Linked DNA regions of Mus musculus: region 1 is linked to region 2. The links are chromatin contacts, called in public promoter capture Hi-C maps. All regions are on one chromosome and are shown on one strand. Each heading gives the region's core, a stretch centred on a gene start, on an enhancer-like site or on the middle of the called end of the contact. The rest is flanking DNA. Distances are from core to core; before and after follow the strand shown.

The links. Capture Hi-C pulls out chosen DNA fragments and counts their contacts.
Region 1: a promoter capture Hi-C map of adipose tissue shows a contact between it and region 2. The contact joins the promoter of Ccer1 here to the promoter of Dcn in region 2. A contact is called at or near these places in 10 of 39 promoter capture datasets (the 3T3-L1 cell line, 3T3-L1-derived adipocytes, cranial neural crest and 6 more), 2 of 484 Hi-C or Micro-C datasets (pre-hematopoietic stem cells and ventricular fibroblasts), 1 of 115 datasets of contacts at active chromatin or transcription factors (heart atrium) and 3 of 9 other capture datasets (adipose tissue, liver and pancreatic islet).

What each region holds. Positions count from the first base shown.
Region 1 is chr10:97,690,015-97,694,875 of GRCm38.p6, reverse strand. Ccer1 (coiled-coil glutamate-rich protein 1) reads right to left here and starts at 1,817. Exons shown (of 1, transcript NM_025724.2): 1 at 1-1,817. The coding sequence starts at 1,399. The coding sequence ends at 188. All of the region lies in intron 4 of Gm10754 (predicted gene 10754), which reads left to right.
Region 2 is chr10:97,476,849-97,481,605 of GRCm38.p6, reverse strand. It overlaps Dcn (decorin), which reads right to left and starts at 2,106. Exons shown (of 8, transcript NM_001190451.2): 1 at 1,817-2,106.

The DNA.
Region 1 (4,861 bases), core at 568-3,067, 210 kb before region 2:
CTTCCCCTCCCCCACCCATAGTCATACACAAACACACCAATGTTTAAATATTTTATCGTGGCCAACCAAGGTGTTTTACATCGATGTTTATTAATGGAACTCACTTTTGAATTCGTTTTTAACAAGCTGTTAATCCATATTAGCCTCAAATCGGTTCCATTTCGTTTCTCAGTTCCCTTCCTGATGACTAATGGCTAATGTCCGGTACCATAAATAGATCTGCCTCTGGCACATTGGGAATTATTTGTTCTTGGCTTAAGTAGTCATAGTTCATAAAGTTCTCTCTTTCTTCTTCGTCCCCTACTAGGATTGACAAAGGCATTCCCAGAGGCAAGAATTTTTCTTCCGCTCTCTGTTCTCCCTCCTCCAGCCCCGTCTCTTCCAACATATACTCCTCTTCTTGGTCCTCTTCCCCTTCCTCCCCATTGCCAGCCGCTTCAACTTCCTCCTCATCCACATCTTCATCCTCTGACCCTCTGTCCACTTCCTCCTCCTCCTCCTCCTCGCTCTCCTCTTTTTCATCACAAACCTCTACGTCACACTCATCATCATCAACATTTTTCTCCTCTTCCTCTACCAGCCCTGGGGTAGGAGACTGGTTGTGCTGCATTAGAGCAGGACTAAAGGTTAGAGAGGGATCCTGCATGAAGCCATACAGATCTTCCGGCAACTGCGAATCTTCTTCGACGCCGCTGTGGGGCGCATCATTGGTAGTGGAGTCTCCTGGGGAGATGCCACCCTCCTGGGCTTGCTGTGCCCTCAATGCTGCCTGCTGGCGCTCCAGCTTCTCTTGCTGCCTCATGTCTTCATAGACCTGGTTCATGATGAACTGGGTGGTGTTCCGTGGCGCTCTCATCCCAGGTGCCCGCCACCCGGAAAGGTTGACCGGGCGAAGCATCTTGCTCAGGTCTATTGGTGGATTCCTCGGAAAGGAGCGACGAGGGTGGCGGCGCAGGCCACGACCCCTGCGTCCCCAGCGCTTCTTTCTACCCGGGGGTCTCTCCCAGCCGGGGTTCCAGGGTCCGCTCCAGCAGGAGCAGCAGCAAACGCAGAGTGGGTGCAGACCATAGGCCCGGATCATCTGTGCTGGGCACAGGGGGCTCTGGAATGCTATAAGAGGTGGGCGCCAGGGCCCTCCACAGCGCTCCCAGTTGGAGTACAGGGCCCAATAGGGCCCTCTGGAAGGTTGAAACCAAGAGCCAGGGCTGCGCTGTTGCTTGGGTTGTTTCCTGGAAGCCTCATACTCAATTTTGGGGCCATCACGGTATCGCCGCTTGGACACCGGAGCGCCCCTCTGCCTTCGATGGTAGGAGGACCAGGTGCGCAATGGAATGGAGGATGCCCAGCCACCGCCGCCCAGATTGAGGGGGTCCTCCCTTTCGTTGACCGTCTGGGTCATGGTTCAGGGATCTCCACTGGGTCTCAGTGGTAGCGCCCTAGGAGCAGGCACTTTGGCCTTATCGGGTGGTCGATAGTCAGCGCCTCCTCAGCTGGTGTCCCTAGTGCCACGTGCCTTTGACTGTGACCACGCCTTCCCTCTTCACGAGGACCCCCCTCTTTCTTCTCCACTTGCTCGCTCTTCAGTCAGAATCACTGTCTTTCGCACCTGGGTTGTCTTGCCCAGGTGGGTTGGGTGGGGTAAGGATGGTGGGGGAGGAAGGTGTTGGTGGGCGATGAGATGTGAGAGCCACTCCCAGGTCCCACACACACCCGCCTCTGCCGAGGCTAGAGCTGGGGATGGGAGAGGCAGTGGTCGCTTGTTACCTTGCTCCTCCCTCTCAACCCAGGTGCTTCACCGTCGCCGTCCTGGCCGGACTGAGCGGGCACGGGCAGTGTCGGCCTTTAAATACTGGCTGGGGGCCCCCCCCCGCGTGCCCCTTGCGTCCTTGGTTGCCCAGGACGACAGCCAATTGGAGTGGACGTGGCGCCCTCTGTGAGGAGGAGGGGTTTCTCCCGGAACTAGATATCCCATGAACATTCGCAGGAGTTCTTATGACGTAGGATTTAAGGCAGAGGGAAAGCTGGGCAGTGCTCACACCCTGGCAACTTTTAGGGGATGGGGAGTATTTGAAATTTCTCTCTTAAGTCTGATGAAAGATGTTGGAAGATCGGGCCTTCATCTCAACCCGAGTGGAATGTATATTCTCTACAGCTCTATGGACAGCCGTAGTAACAGAAATCGGGCCCCAATTTCTTCCCCAGTGTGTGTTCAAAAGCTAGATTCATGGTACATGAAACAGGAGCACAGACATTAGTGTGTACAATCCCAAACATCTTTTGCCCTCCCTGCCTTCTTTAAGAGATGGCTACCAGGTTTCACAGATTCAGGATCTGAAGTTTGAGTCTCTCTCTCTCTCTCTCTCTCTCTCTCTCTCTCTCTCTCTCCCTCTCCCTCTCTCTCTCTCTCTCTCTCTCTCTCTCTCCTCTCTCTCTCGTTTATTCAGTGTGCTAGGGACTGATAGACTTTATAGCTAGCTAGTCTTTAAGCTCACAGGATCACTGTACTATGAAATCATCTTTCACAGATCCCTTGTGATACTAAAACCTACCGGAGAAAGCACCTTACTAATTCTAGTACTCTAGAATTAGTCTGTTGACTAGGCATTATCTTGGACTTGATTTTGAGAACAGGAATATTCAGTGAAAAAAAAAAAACAAAAAGAGAATCAGAAAATTATAAGAATATTATAATGCATGCACCAGGTCCCTTTAACTTTCATAGTAAGACATAGTGTTTGACTTAGGAAAATGGCTATGAATCAGATTTATTTCCCTTAGGAAGCTCTTAGGAAGCCTGCGGTTCCTCATCCATTCTGTAAGCATGGTTCTGTTTTATATAGTGTGCAGCCCCCAGGGTTGGAAAGAGGACTGAAGAAAAAAAAAAAGGAAAACAAAACACAGGTACTCCTAAATATTCAGTACCAACCATCACTTTCATTTTGACTTCTCATATACTATATACAAAAAAGAACACCTGACACTAATTCTTATGCAACAATAGTCATCCCCTGAGCCTTGAGCTCATTTTTGTAGAACAAGGACGCTTACAGGTTTGGTCATACATAGATGGGGAAAAAAATCTTAGAATATTACTATCACATTTTTTGGTGGTAAACAGAATTACAGAAAACAGAGCACTCCACATTGAACATCAGAACATCAAGTAAATATTAGAGAAGCAACATGTTCAAAAGCCCTGAAGCCTACTGAGGTCTAGTGTACATTCTCTGCATACTCAGACCACAATGAGTCTTCTTGAGTTAGGACTCCAGTTGCAGTAGGAGTATAGACTCCACAGGCTTTATTCGATGTTGCTCTTTCAGTGGCTTGTTTAGAGCAACCTACTAAACTCAAAATGCAGAGCAATGACTCGTTTGCTCTCCTGAATCCTCTTCTAGAGGCATATTTATAAGGTTGGCAGACACTGTAGTCATTAACTCAAAATGGCTCAGTGCTAGCTGGGACATTTCTTAAAGGTCTCAGGACGGGTTTTAAGGGTGAGATCAATAGTTTGCATTATTATGGTGAAATCCCCTTTTTTCTAATTTTTAAGAAAAGATGTGAACCTTCTTACCAATAATTTACATTGATTATTTTTGATCAGTTGATTTTTAGTAAAATGGTATTAGCATTTCTTTATTAGTTGTAAATACTAAAGCATATTGAGTCAGTAGAATTTGCCCTGTTCTTAAGAAAGCAGCAGTTTGTAATTCAGGATTTATAAAAATTTCTTTTTCTAAATTATTTTATTATTTTCTATTTTTAAAATTTTAAATTATTTTCTATGTGTTCCTGTGTGAGTATGTAACACATGTGAGGAGGCCCCTAAGTCAGAAGAAGGTGTGGAATCATCTGGAGTCACAATGACAGATTACTGTAAGCAACCCCATTTAGGTGCTAGGCACTGGACTTTGGTTCTCTGGAAGAAGATCAAACACTCTTTGTTATGTTTTAAATTCTATCTATCTATCTATCTATCTATCTGTCTGTCTGTCTGTCTGTCTGTCTGTCTGTCTGTCTGTCTATCTATCTATCTATCTATCTATCTATCTATCCATCCATCCATCATCATCATCATCATCTCTCTCTCTCTCTCTCTCTCTCTCTCTCTCTCTCTCTCTCTCTCTTACTTATTCACTTTGTATCCCTCTCACTGCCCTCTCCCAGTCACTCTCTACCACAATCCTTCCCCTTTTCCTCTGAATGAGTGGTAGAGGCTGAGCACACACTTTTAACCACTGAAACCGCTCTCTAGCTCCTGGGTTTTCAGATTTCTTTTATATAACATTAGGATTGTAATATAAGCTTTTTAATATACTGGCAGAGCAATGCAGCTATGGCTTAAGGCAATTTACTGTCATGGTTAACATTCCCACCAGGGGCATGATAGGAGATTTTTTTAAAAAGACATTTGTACTTGATTTGTGTACATTACATGTTGAGAAATGAAACACTCTGATTCAAGCTTCAAACGATACATTTATGATGTCCATATACATTATTACTGTTTTTGCCTTTGCATAATCAAATTATGACAGATGAGGTTGCTTAAGGCATAATTCATTGAAATGTCAGCTTCTAGTGGTTAGGATCCGAGGAACAGCATAGCCTTCTCTTCCCTAAGGATTGACCCGAGCGGTGCAGAAAGGAATGTGTTAGATTGTCACCTGAGAAACCAAGCAGAAAATCATTTATGTTATTGCACGTATTTGCTGCCTTATGACTGTGCCTGGGCTTACTGACAGTTTTCCGGTCACTGGAAGTTACCATCATGGGTCAAAGTCCACCTGCATAACTCAAGACCTTGGAAACCATGTTACATGGCATGGACTCTTTTTGTGCAGTCTCTCAGTTCATTAAA
Region 2 (4,757 bases), core at 857-3,356:
TGCATATTTAATGCCTTGTAATTTTAGGAGAAGAAAAGAAATGAAACAACGTAATCTCAGATTTAATAAGAATAAGGAGCATTTCTGGAGATGTCTCTTTGTCATCTACGCTCCAAAGCAGACATGCCTGGTGACTTCCCTATCAACCCTAAAAAGGAAATGTTGAGCCCAGGCTCTGAGGAACACCATCTTTCTTTATATGTGTTTACCTTGTTAAAATAGGACAAATTCTCTGCTCAATCTTCCTTTAGACTAAAGCCTGATACAGCCAGACTGCATACCACTTCATTAATACCCTCTCTCTCTCTCTTTCTCTCTCATGTGTGTATGTGTGTATATGTGCAAGTGTGCATGCATATATGCATGTTTTTGAACTCTGTTATCCTAAAAAAATGCTTATAAATTTTCTTCCAGTTCTCCCATGAAATTTCTTTTAAAATATTTTTTATACTACTCAAAGATCCAGCGTGTTTAGAGCAATTAACTTAAGAGAAATCTTAAGAGTCACTGGTCCTCAACATTTCTTCAGTGTTTTTTTTTTTGTTTGTTTGTTTTGTTTTTTTGTTTGTTTGTTTTTTTTTCCTTTTGTTATAAATGGCAACTAGAACAACAAAAAACAATTTACAAACGAACAGGTTGTGACTGAAGCAACACTATATCTTGTAGAAACTGTTCCTCTCAAATATTTGTAAAGCCATTTTTCCACTAAAAAGAGTTGTTTAAGTTCCGAAATGTCTCACCAAAAGTAATCTGTCTGGCCCCAAAACAATCTTTCTTTATTTACTTAGCTATTTCATCCAGGTTAACTTTTGTATAAACATACTTATACTGTTGTTAGGTGTTTCAGAGTTAAAACTTAACACGTATGTATGAAGTGAATCTGTAAATCCCTCATTTTAAGGTGAATTTAAAACTTCAGTAACAATAGGAATAATTAAAATACAAGCAATAAAAATACATTTGTCCACAAACAAGAACTACAATAAAACCTATGTTTCTTTTGGAGAGGTCTGCTAAAATAAGCAGCTGCAGGAAGAAAAAGCCACAGGCACAGAGATCACTGGAGTCACACACTGGGGCACACGTAACCAGTGGTCCTCTGCTTACTCTGCTTTAAGTTAAAATGAGAATCAACCCCCACCCTCACCTCATAGTGAATGCACCTCATAAGAAAGGTTAATTTGCATCGAAAATATTGACAGAAACATTTATAACCAAAGAGCTCTGCAGCTGTATTATCTCAGATCTTTAACATCATAAATATTTCCTGTGTTCCTTTTCACCTTTCTGGTAATAATTCCTATTCATTTCTGGTGTTGCAGAAGTAGGCATTATATTTCTACAGCCAGAGACTTGTCTTGCTGATGTTTTAAAGATTGTGAAGTATGCAAGAACACAGCACGAGAAGAAACCCTTAAATACCTAATTTAGGCACAAGCAATATGCTAGTTACGAATGCTTTTCTGCTGACAGTTTATAAAGAGCAAAGCATTTCATCAGTACAAACACAAAACTACCAATATAGACAAGTCATGGTGTTAGGTTACAAGTTTTTAATAAGCATATTTGCAAGAACAGAAGCAAGAGCACAAAACCAATGCATTCAAACAGTTTTGCCTTTTTGTTTGTTTGTTTTACCGAGTACTTAACTTCTGTTTTCAAGCAATTCATTTCTAACGTTGTCTAAAGATTACTAAAAGTTTAGCACAGCTTCCTTCTCGTTCCTTTTTCTCACCAGATATTTTCTTCTGCCCTCCACTTGACAGAAGCTTTATTAGCCTGTAGCAGAGTTCAGGACAATTATTGAAAGCCATACCTTTTAATCCGGGTATTTGCCACAGGAGCCCTCAAAGCTGCGATGTAATTAACACTAACTATGCAGCCCAGGCAAAAGGGTTTGCAGGTGTGGAAAGAAGGAGGAGGGGGTGGTGCTGCCCTGTGACTGTCACTGGGTTGAAAACCTCCTGCTTCTACTCCATAGCACAGTTAAGAACTAAGGTTTCACTGCGTGAGCGCATCCAGCTGACACCCACATTAGATCATATGGTAATGATACGTCTCTTGTATTGTAGCCAGAAACTTTATCGGCCCCCTTCTCCCTCCCCCTCCACATTTGCTTTATCCCTTTGCATCCGCCCAGCATTCCAAACTGCTTTTGTAGTCTAGTGGAGCAACTTGATTTGAAATTTGTCTTTTTTTTTTTTTTCTAAAAGATTGTAACTGAAGAATTTGTCTCCCCACCCCCAACCCCATTCCAGTCTCCACCCTTTCCAGTCTTGTTTGTAAGTAGTATTTATTATCCTTCTGAAATGACTTTTTTCCCCCTTGCTTTGGAGATGTGTGGGTCTGGAAAATGGAATGGCATTAATCCTAAAGCTTTTTTAAATGTGGTCTGCAGAGAAGACTAATTAGACTTCCATAGAATTACTCCTGGGCTCTGAAGTTCAAGTGCTCTGGAGTTCTCTGTGCATTTTGAATGCATTTCTATGGTGTTCTGGGACAAAGCCAGAATTTAATCTGGAAAATATGTTGTTTATTATTTTCATTACCTACGGCTTCAAAAACTTCCTTACTGTCTATTCTTTGCTGCTGTTGTTGAATAAAACACATAGAAACTAGACACTGATTACAATAAGATTTAGTTTGTAAGTAAAGAAAAAAATAATAATTTTTATAGATGGGTCCCTTATGTAATTAGGACTTTCTGTGGCTCTTTTTAAATTTCAGTAAATAGGCAGGGGGAGGAGAAGAAAGTGCAAATTGAGTAACATGTTTATTCAGGCAGTGAAGAAAGTTTTTGGAGATTTTATAATTCCATCTCTGGATGCTGTGGGTTGCTCTGTTTGCCTTCCCAGGTTCTGACTCGCATTTTTCTGCTCAGGCCTCCAGGCTCTGATCAGGTGGGGACTTGAAGCCACCATCTATGAAAAAGGAGGAGATTCCCCCTATCCTTCCTTTACCCACCTAAGTGCATGCTTTGACAGGAAATATTTTTTTATTTTTATGGAGCTGGAAGGAATTAAATTCTTGAGAGGGAATCTGAGGGAGGGGGAGGATGTAGCTAGACTTATTTTGACTTCTTTCCCAAGTCTAACTGCCTGTCTTTTAACCTCTCCCTCCACACACTCCATTCTTGCAGAGTCGAAGCATGCTGAGTGATTCTGTTGAGTCCAAGTGTTCGCTGACATTGGTGTAAGGAACATGCCCTTTCTTCTGGCACTAATTGACTTTCTCCTCTGAATGTTGCTTGTATTTATAAGTTTCTTCTGACATGCGATAACTCCTTGCTCATTGCCTCACTCCCAGAAAACACACATAGTCCCTCTAACACAGTTACTATAGTCATTGTCTTTCTTAATCGATGATTTGTTTCTTAGCAACACTGAACTTCACTCTAGTGAGTCAGGACAAATTGTGGCAGCAGTCATTGCCTAATGTAGAATAAGACAGGAGATGAAAGCAAAGAAATAGGAAAGAAAAGTAGAATAAAGTTGGCAAGAGGAAACAAAAGATGCATATAAATTAGTTTGAATTTTTACTGGTGGGGCTGTTAGGTTTAAAGTTCATATCTGGGTTCTTCCCTTTGATGACAGGTTTAGGAATTAAAGCAACTCCCCTAACCTCCCCAAGCTTCAGTCTCTGCACCTGTGGAATACATAGAAAACGTAACTCAGTGGTTAGTCTTAGATGGAGCTTGAAAGCAGACAATGTATAGAACAAATTTATTTCAACTTACTTTCAGTATAAGTGCGCCATAAATATTACTTTCCATTATTTTCTGGTGTGTTATATAGTTTACAATTGAACTAGCCAAGAAGAGTTGCTCCTCCTGTTTTGAAAATATAAAAATTGAGAACCAGTGACCTCTCCCTGCCCATGAAGCTAAGTAAGACCCAAAGCACAAGGCAGCTCCCAGAGATTCTAATTCTGAATCCAGGTTACATAGCTGTGCTTCATCATAAGGAGAATGAGCACACACACAGGAAGAGTTACTGTTAAATCTCTAAGATACGATGCCTTCTCATTTTCAAAACTGCACACAAGTTCAATACCGGGACCCAAGAGACAGCTTAGAAGACAAAGGTACTTACAGCTCCTAGCCTGTCAATCAGCGTTGAACCTCTGGAAGCCAGGTAAAGGAGGAAGTAAAGAGTCAATGCCTCAACCACATATTACACACACACACACACACACACACACACACACACACACACACTCACACACACACACACACACACACACACACACACACACACACACACTCACACACAGGCACTTTAATCATCATTGTAATCACCCAATATTTAAAAAGTTTTAATAGTTCGTAAACCTTGTTTAAGGATATATAGAGACAAATGCTTTCCCTATGTAATGTTTTTTTTTTAATTTAATGACAACTTTTAAGTTTCTTCACATTTATCAAGCTTCATTTATGAACAGCTGTTATATATAAGTGTTATATCAAGTATATGGTTCTTTTTTTTTCATTTTTTTTTAGGTGCAAAAACATAGGATCATCACACAGTCATATACAGTTAAGTAAAAGCAAAGTCAGGACACCGTCCATGGGTCTCAAGTGTCTGCACTGTAACGTAAAGAGTGATTCAGGGGGGCTGGAGAGATCTCAGTGGTTAAGAGCACTGACTGCTCTTCCAGAAGTCCTGAGTTCAATTCCCAGCAACTACATGGTGGCTCACAACCATCTGTAATGGGATCTGATGCCCTCGTCTGGTGTGTCTGAAAAGAGCAGCTGCGTA